Regions from separate parts of the Gossypium hirsutum genome. Here region 2 is linked to region 1. The links are chromatin contacts, called in public Hi-C maps. All regions are on one chromosome and are shown on one strand. Each heading gives the region's core, a stretch centred on a gene start, on an enhancer-like site or on the middle of the called end of the contact. The rest is flanking DNA. Distances are from core to core; before and after follow the strand shown.

Region 1 (3,922 bases), core at 966-3,465:
TATCTATATTATTAATGAGATTATTGACTGAATTGGTGCCACAAGTCAACTGAGTACCAATTCGATTAAAGAAATTACGAAAAGGCATTTTCGTAATTAAAGTAAGTCACATTATTTGATAATGTTTTAATTTTTTATTTAACAAAAACCAATAAAAATGCATATGATAATATTTGAACTCATACCAATTGCATTAATAAAACCTTAAATTTACTACTCAACAAAAACTTCATTATTTATTATATATTATTTTTAAACATACATTTATTTTTTAAATTCTTGATTTCCACGTGCATATGCGTTTGATAGAATTTCTAATTTTGATTATATTTGTTTAATATCCCAAATATAGATTTTAGATATAAATACTTAATGATGAGCTTAGATCCGGACAAATCTAGAATCTTTTTAGAGGAATAAAATTGAATTATAAATTTTTAAAATGTTAAATATAGATTTTATCATATTTTAATTAATGAACTTATTATTTTTTTCATTTTGGGAGCATAATTTTTATATTAATTTATAATATGATTAGAGGCTAGTATTGTATTGTTCAGTTTGAGGGGGTCTACCTCCCCCACTATTCGCCCCTGGTTTGGATAACACGCAGCAAAGTCTAGAAAGAGCAAAATAAATGTTAGAATAAAACATAGTACTTACACAAGGCTACGATTTAAGAAGCCTCCATACTTGTCTTGAAGAGTTTCCGGCGAATCAAAGTGCAATAATGTCACAAAAAGCTTCATACCTTCAATTGATGAAACATAATATGGAATTCATTATTGAACGACAAATAAAAAAACAAATAAATAAGTACTTAAAAATATTCAATTTAATTACAGAAAGCTTTAATTACCAAATTTAATTACCCAAATATATATGAACCAAAGAAAAAAATAATGATTATTGGGTAAAATCCTAGTCCAGGGAATGGAAAATCTATAAGCATTTACTCCCAGATCCCCTTAAAACCAACACATCTTCCTGCAAATGCTTGCATTTATACCAATTATATTAATAACCTATTGAAGGTGTCCGTTTGAAGCCTTATATTTCATTTGGCATTTTAGTCTTTTAAAATAGAAAATTTTTATTTATATTTTTTATAATTTATAAAATTTTAAATTAATAATGATAAAACTATATTTTAATTCTTAAAATAATAAAATTTTGATTTAATCCTCAAAAAATATAAAGATATAAACTATTTCATTTGCCCAAAAAAATTTTTAATTTCGCCGTTGCTCCCCTAAACTGTATTTCTGAATTCGCCACTTAATATAAGGGAATGTGTTTGGTATGGTTTTATTCAATTTTTTTATATTTTAAAATATTATACTTTATGTTCTTGTTCATGTATAGTTATTTACTTTGGATAATAAATATAGATGTCTTAGAAAAAAAATCCTAGTTAACATAAAAAATTAAAATATTAAAAAGTGTTATATATATTTATAGTAATAGTTTAATTTAATTTTTTTAAATATGAATTCAAGTTGAAATGTTACCTTATAGCAGTTGTGCAAATCAATTGCTACTTCCAAAGAACTATTGTCCACTATTTTATCTGCATGAGAAATATTAATAATAAAAAAATTAAATATAAAAAATCCTAATTAATTCGTTAATAGTGGTACTATTAAATGCTAACCTGGCAATTTCCGAATAAATTGATCCCATACAGTAGGCCTTTTTCCTTTAGATTTTTCTGATCCTTCAATCTGCATTCAATTTAATTAATGAACCCAACTACGTTCGCATCGAATTTAGTCATGAGTTTGATCGAGTCAAAATATAACTGCATTGAGTCGACTCGAAGGAAACAAAAAAAAGGAACTATGCAACACGAGATTTAGGTCACCTGAGCAGCAGCAGTTGAAGCTCCGAAAACAAAATCAGCTCGAAAATCAGATCTCTTCACATTAACGAAAGATTCTTCAGAGTCTGACGAAGGTTCTCCGATCCTTTTTTGAGGCTTTTGAGCTACTGCAAATGCGAAAGTTAAAAAACGCAAACAACTACAAACGAAAACCATGCGGAAATTAAAAAGCAATTAAGAAGATGAACGAACTTTCGCCATGAACAGACAAGCAAACAAGTAAAGCAAAGGCAAAGGTCAAAATGTGGCGAGAATTCCCAGGTGATTGCAATTGAAAACCAAAACAGATTTTTTTTTTTAAATGATATGTTTCGTTACGGTAGTGACAATCCATGCATTTTATAGAAAAAAAAATCAGTTTTTAGCGAGTTAATTGACTGTTTCAGTAAATAGAGTATACTGTTAAATAGTCAATAGCCTGTAAAAGTAAAATAGGAGTTACCCTTTTTTATTTAAAATATGAATAAAATAGTTCTTATATATTAGATAAAAAGTAAAATAATTTTTTTGTTAAATATTTTATCTATTTTTATTGTACGTATGCATCAACATGAAATACATGTAGCATGTCATATTTTTTAAGTAAAAAGAATAAAACGTAATCTAATTCTTAATATAAGGTTGTCTATAGTAATTTTATAGTTTTTGTGTTTGATGTCAATTTTGTTTGCTAAATTGTTACTAAACTTGTTATTTGGTGATACTCTTTATAAATGAAACCGAATCCTCGTGAACAAGGGCGAAACCGGGGGGTGGCAGGGGCCCGAACCCTTTAAAATAGAAAATTTTTTATTTAAGCCTTTTGAAATTTTTAAAATTTTAAATTAGTAGAGATAAAATTACACTTTGACCCCTTAAAAATAATAAAAATTTGATTTAATCCTTTAAAGATTATAAAAAATAAAAACTATTAAAATGTAAAATTATAATTTTATTACGGTAAAAATTATAATTTAATTTTAGCTTTACCCTAAAAAAATTTCTGGCTTCGCCGTGCTCGTGACCCCATTCCAGATTCCCCAATTGAAAAGTCCTTTTTATCAACCTGTTCTTCCCAGCAGTAAAAAGGCTGGGTAAATTTAGATAATGTGTCTGAAAATTCAGCATTAACATAAGCATGGATGGAATGTGCCAACTGAATTAAGTTTAGGGTTCTAATTCCTCGTCCATAGTGAGACGATGTTTCTTGGGATTCTTGTGCAACAGCGTAAGGACGAGATCTGGACTTTAATTTACATGTTGTACTGAATCTTTGTGGGATTTTTTATTTTATTTTTTGCTTTTTAATTCCTTGGAATTGCTTTATGTGAAAGGATAGAAAGGAAAGGGGGAAAAAAACTTGCACAGAAAAGAAAATGGACCCGAGGAAAAGGAAAAGGCAATATCATCTTTCACAATCAACACAAAACAAAGAGAATCAAAGAGATCTTGCCTGCGGATGAGGCCAGGTCCACCCCTTTCACCATTACTTAATGGCTTGAAAATGACCCAAAGTTAAGGCTCTTGTGACTCCAAGAACAACAAGTAGTTGCAATAAAGGTGCAGGCAGGCAGGCAACCCCTTCAGTGGTCCCTGCTTGAGCCGCAACCTTTACTGGACTAGTAGTTTTTTTTGGGGTATATGATTTTGAGCAATGGAGAAACCATTCTATGTAGCTAAATAAAAAAAGGGATGATTGCCCTTTCTTTGATATCTCTGTGCCTGTGTGTGCATACAGCTTTTGCTCCTCATTTATATGTGGTCATATGCACTAATTATCTGTGTCTCCATCACCATAGATGGTCCACTTGTAGGTTCCATGTCCTCTGCTTCAAGTTGTCACTCAGGTTTAATCCCAACAAAGGAACAACTTGTGCCAGTGAATTCAACCTATGCATTCCCTTCAGAACATTACAATATTTGTGGTGCTTATTGCATAGTCTAGTCTAGTTTGATTTGGCAATTAAACTAGTTTCCCTTTTAATGGTAGAAATGGGGCACTGAAAATGTGATCGTTGAACATGTCAACTCAAACTACACTGTTCTTTCCTTGCATTTATC
Region 2 (3,679 bases), core at 916-3,415, 150 kb after region 1:
GGAAACTATTATTATACACAACTTTGACTAATTGTAAATAACGTTCCGAAAAGATTGCATGGTGTGTGCTTGTGTTGATCATCTCTAACTTTGGGAATGACAAATCAATTCTAACTGCTAATAGTTCAGACATTTGGCAACATACTCAGCAATCTCTCTTATCATGCTGGGCCATCAATACATGTTCCGCAAGTCACTACAGATCTCCGCACCACCAAATTAATTATAAATATAGAAACAATATTTTAATTTAATTTTTAAAGATTATGAAATTAACTTAATTTGATTCCTTTCAATAAATTTATAGTTGATGTCATAGTAGACGTGGAGGAATGAAGAGATAAAAGGTTGATTACGTCTCCACTTGGGAATATGGGCCCAACTCTGGATGATTAACATGGCTAAAAAACCTCATAGGACCTCATTTCCTATTGACATTCTTATAAAAATCCTCTAATCGTCATCTTGTAATTTTCTACTAAATATTTTTTTACTAATTTAAAATTCGTAATAATAATACAATTATTTGTTTATAAACAAAGAAACTAATTGTGATTGAATTTTCAATCATTTGAAAATGCAACTAAAAATGATACGATTAAATTAATACTAAGGATTAATATCTTACTAAAAAATCTTCAAAAAATCTCAAAAAGAATACCTTAGAAACCTTATCCTTCAAGGAAATTAAATAACTAAAAATTAGAAGAGTGAAATTTGTTAAATTAAAAATTAAAATAAATAAAAAACTTAACTTCCACACTACCAAAAAAGCGTTAACAAATTAAATAAAAATAATAACTTGGATTCGTTAAATTTTAGTATAATTTATCATTGAAGATAAAAAATTTGATTTAATATAATGAAATTTGAAATTTATTTTAAAAGAACACTAAGGTTGTAAGAAATAAGGCAGAAAATTGAAAAGATACTTCATTCCATTTTTATGATTTTAAGAGAACAGTAACAACATCGATCAAAAAAGAGAGAACCCAAACCAAACACTAATAGAGAAACTTAAAATTACTAACTACTAAACCCAAACCAAACCCATAACAATATAGGCCCAAGCCCACTTTGAAACCTAAACTTAAGACCTCCAGCTGCCTTCAGATGCACCGCCGCCTTTTGAGTAACGAGATCCGCCGTCACCATATCCTCCTTCACGGCGTCCACCTCCGTACCCACCACCACCATACCCTCCACCATTTCCGTATCCACCTTCACGGCGTCCGCCACCATATCCTCCTTGGCGACCACCATATCCGCCGCCGCCTCCACCGCGGCTGTAACCACCGTTTCCTCCTCCAAATCCTCCGCCACCGCCTCCACTTCTGCGCGATTGGGCTTCGTTGACGGTGATGTTCCTTCCATCAAGATTTTGACCGTTCATTCCTTCGATCGCGTCCCTCATAGCTTTCTCGTCACGGAAAGTAACGAATCCAAAGCCTCGGGATCTTCCAGTCTCACGATCATTAATGATCTGAAAATGAAAACAACAAAACATTACTTAATTGAAAAAATTTCAAAATAAAAATTAAAAAAAAGATTTGTTAAAATCGATCGATCTTCGGCCCAAAGGGATGAAGAAAGAACGTACCGGTGAGAGTTTTAAAAGAGAATAGTAACAAGAGAGTAGTATCAAGTAACAAGTAACACAAAAGAACAGAACAAGGATCACAGATCATATGACAGGGGCGCCCAGATCGGGTCGGATCAAGTCAGATCTGGAGTCCGATCCCTGCAACAAACGGACCTTCGATTCGACGATTTCACCAAACGCACTGAAGGCTTCTTCGAGGGCCCGGTCGTCGGTGGCCCATGCGAGCCCTCCGACGAAGCACCGGAACTCGACATCAGCGGCGGCCATGAGGGGGAAATATCAAATAAACAAGGGACAAAAAGGAAAACTAAGAAAAAGCAGATATTTTGGAGAGAACTGTGAATGGTTAAAAAAGAGGAGGCCTAAACCATGATTTTATAGGGGGTGTGAGGTCTGAATTAGGGTTAATTAGAGCTGGATTAGCTAACCATGGTTAAATTCTTGACAACCCTGAATAGTAGGGGTAAACCGGAAATCGAGAAAAAATAAACCAGGGTTAGTTATGTGGGTGACTAAGTCAGAAAAGGGGCCCCACAGTCACGTGATTTCTGAGCAGTTGAGACTCTCATAAAAAAAGGGCATTCAAAAAATATCTTCTTACCTACAAAAATATCTATCTTAGACGTTCGTTGCTTTCACTTGTCACCGAATGTTATGGCGTTTAGTTCGGTTCTTTTCTGAATGACCAAAACGACCTAGTATTACTTTGGTTTTGGATTTTCCTTTTTTTTTTTTGTTTGGGGGGGATTTAAATATTTTCTTTTTGAAAATAAAAATTAATGTTAAATTTTTTATTGGAATCATATAGCAATTTAAATTATTAATATATTAATCATTTAATTTTTTTAAATTAAAATTTCATTATGCAACAAAATATATGTATACTCAATATATACGTGGAAAACAATATTACGTAATAAAGATATTTATAAGATATTGATATAAATAATAAATAGGGTTTTAGTTTATTAATAAAGTAGAAATGTCGAAAATTATAGAAGTTTAGTTTAAATATTGTTATGTGTGTATCTTTCATTTTTTATTTTTTTCATTTTTTTATTTTTTTATTGTTTTGAATATTTATTCTTTGTTCTCAAATTTTTTATTTTTGTTTTTGTTGTTTTCCTAAATTTATTTGGTGTTTTCTTTTTAGGTTATATCTAAATTTTTATTTTTCAAATAGAACAACTTGAATGCAATCCTTTCTCTGCCATCATTTATCATTTGGCATCAATTTTTGGCATTTTTGAATTGTTTTCTTGTGTTATCTAAAGTGTTTTGCAAATTTTACTTAAAACAAGTTTTAAAAAAATTAAAATAAACAATAAAAAAATTTTGAGGTTGAATTTTATGACCAAAATTTTTAAATCTGATATTTATCATATAAAGAGAGTTCAATTTAATTTTTGTAATTTTAGCACATCGAGAAAATCATAAACGAAAAATTCAAGTTATTTTTCATTATTTCAAATTTTCTGTTGGATAATTTATTTTCTTTGATTCTAGTTTTAGGTATTCTTTTGTTTTTAGCTTTCCTTATTTTATTACGCATTCTAACACATTTTCTCTTATTGTGTTAATAAGTACAAAAAGAGTTGCATCTCCTTTGTATGCGCAACTTACTTCATTTGTAGTAAAATTTTTGTTTGCCTTCTTAAAGTTTTAGGTTAGCTTTGTTAGAGAGTGATCCCACTTTTTTTAAAAATTATTGAGTTTGATTACTTTTTAAAAGTTATAAGTAAAAAAATCTCAACTTTTTGTCTCTTAAAGTTGTTTATTTTTTATTGCGAGTGCATAATAGTGAGAGTTAATTTTTTTTGACCAACTTTTCTTGTTTGAGTTTTTTTTTTAGCCTCTAATAATGGTACACACACATAGTGTGAAAGAGGAGAATAATAAATCTTGGAGAAAGCTTAGATGTCGTGTTTGTAAAAAACCCGCACGAACATGTTGTTTCCAATGCCCAAAAATATTCTATTGTTCATGGATTTGTCAAGAATAGCATTTGAACAAAGATCATAGCAGGATACACATACTTAACTGACTTTTTGAAGAGCATAAAAAAAATGCCAACAA

What was found. A called contact is a pair of places that touch in the nucleus more often than the background predicts.
Region 2: a contact with region 1 is called in a Hi-C map of leaf, with 6 times the contacts expected there. The contact joins the promoter of LOC107952135 here to the promoter of LOC121212756 in region 1. A contact is called at or near these places in 2 of 34 Hi-C or Micro-C datasets (both in leaf).

The regions. Positions count from the first base shown.
Region 1 is chrA13:4,007,340-4,011,261 of Gossypium_hirsutum_v2.1, forward strand. LOC121212756 (beta-glucosidase 12) reads right to left here and starts at 2,216. Exons shown (of 6, transcript XM_041086167.1): 1 at 2,075-2,216; 2 at 1,865-1,989; 3 at 1,655-1,724; 4 at 1,512-1,570; 5 at 664-751. The coding sequence starts at 2,216. The coding sequence ends at 746.
Region 2 is chrA13:4,158,555-4,162,233 of Gossypium_hirsutum_v2.1, forward strand. LOC107952135 (glycine-rich RNA-binding protein GRP1A) reads right to left here and starts at 2,166. Exons shown (of 2, transcript XM_016887412.2): 1 at 1,757-2,166; 2 at 916-1,483. The coding sequence starts at 1,870. The coding sequence ends at 1,091.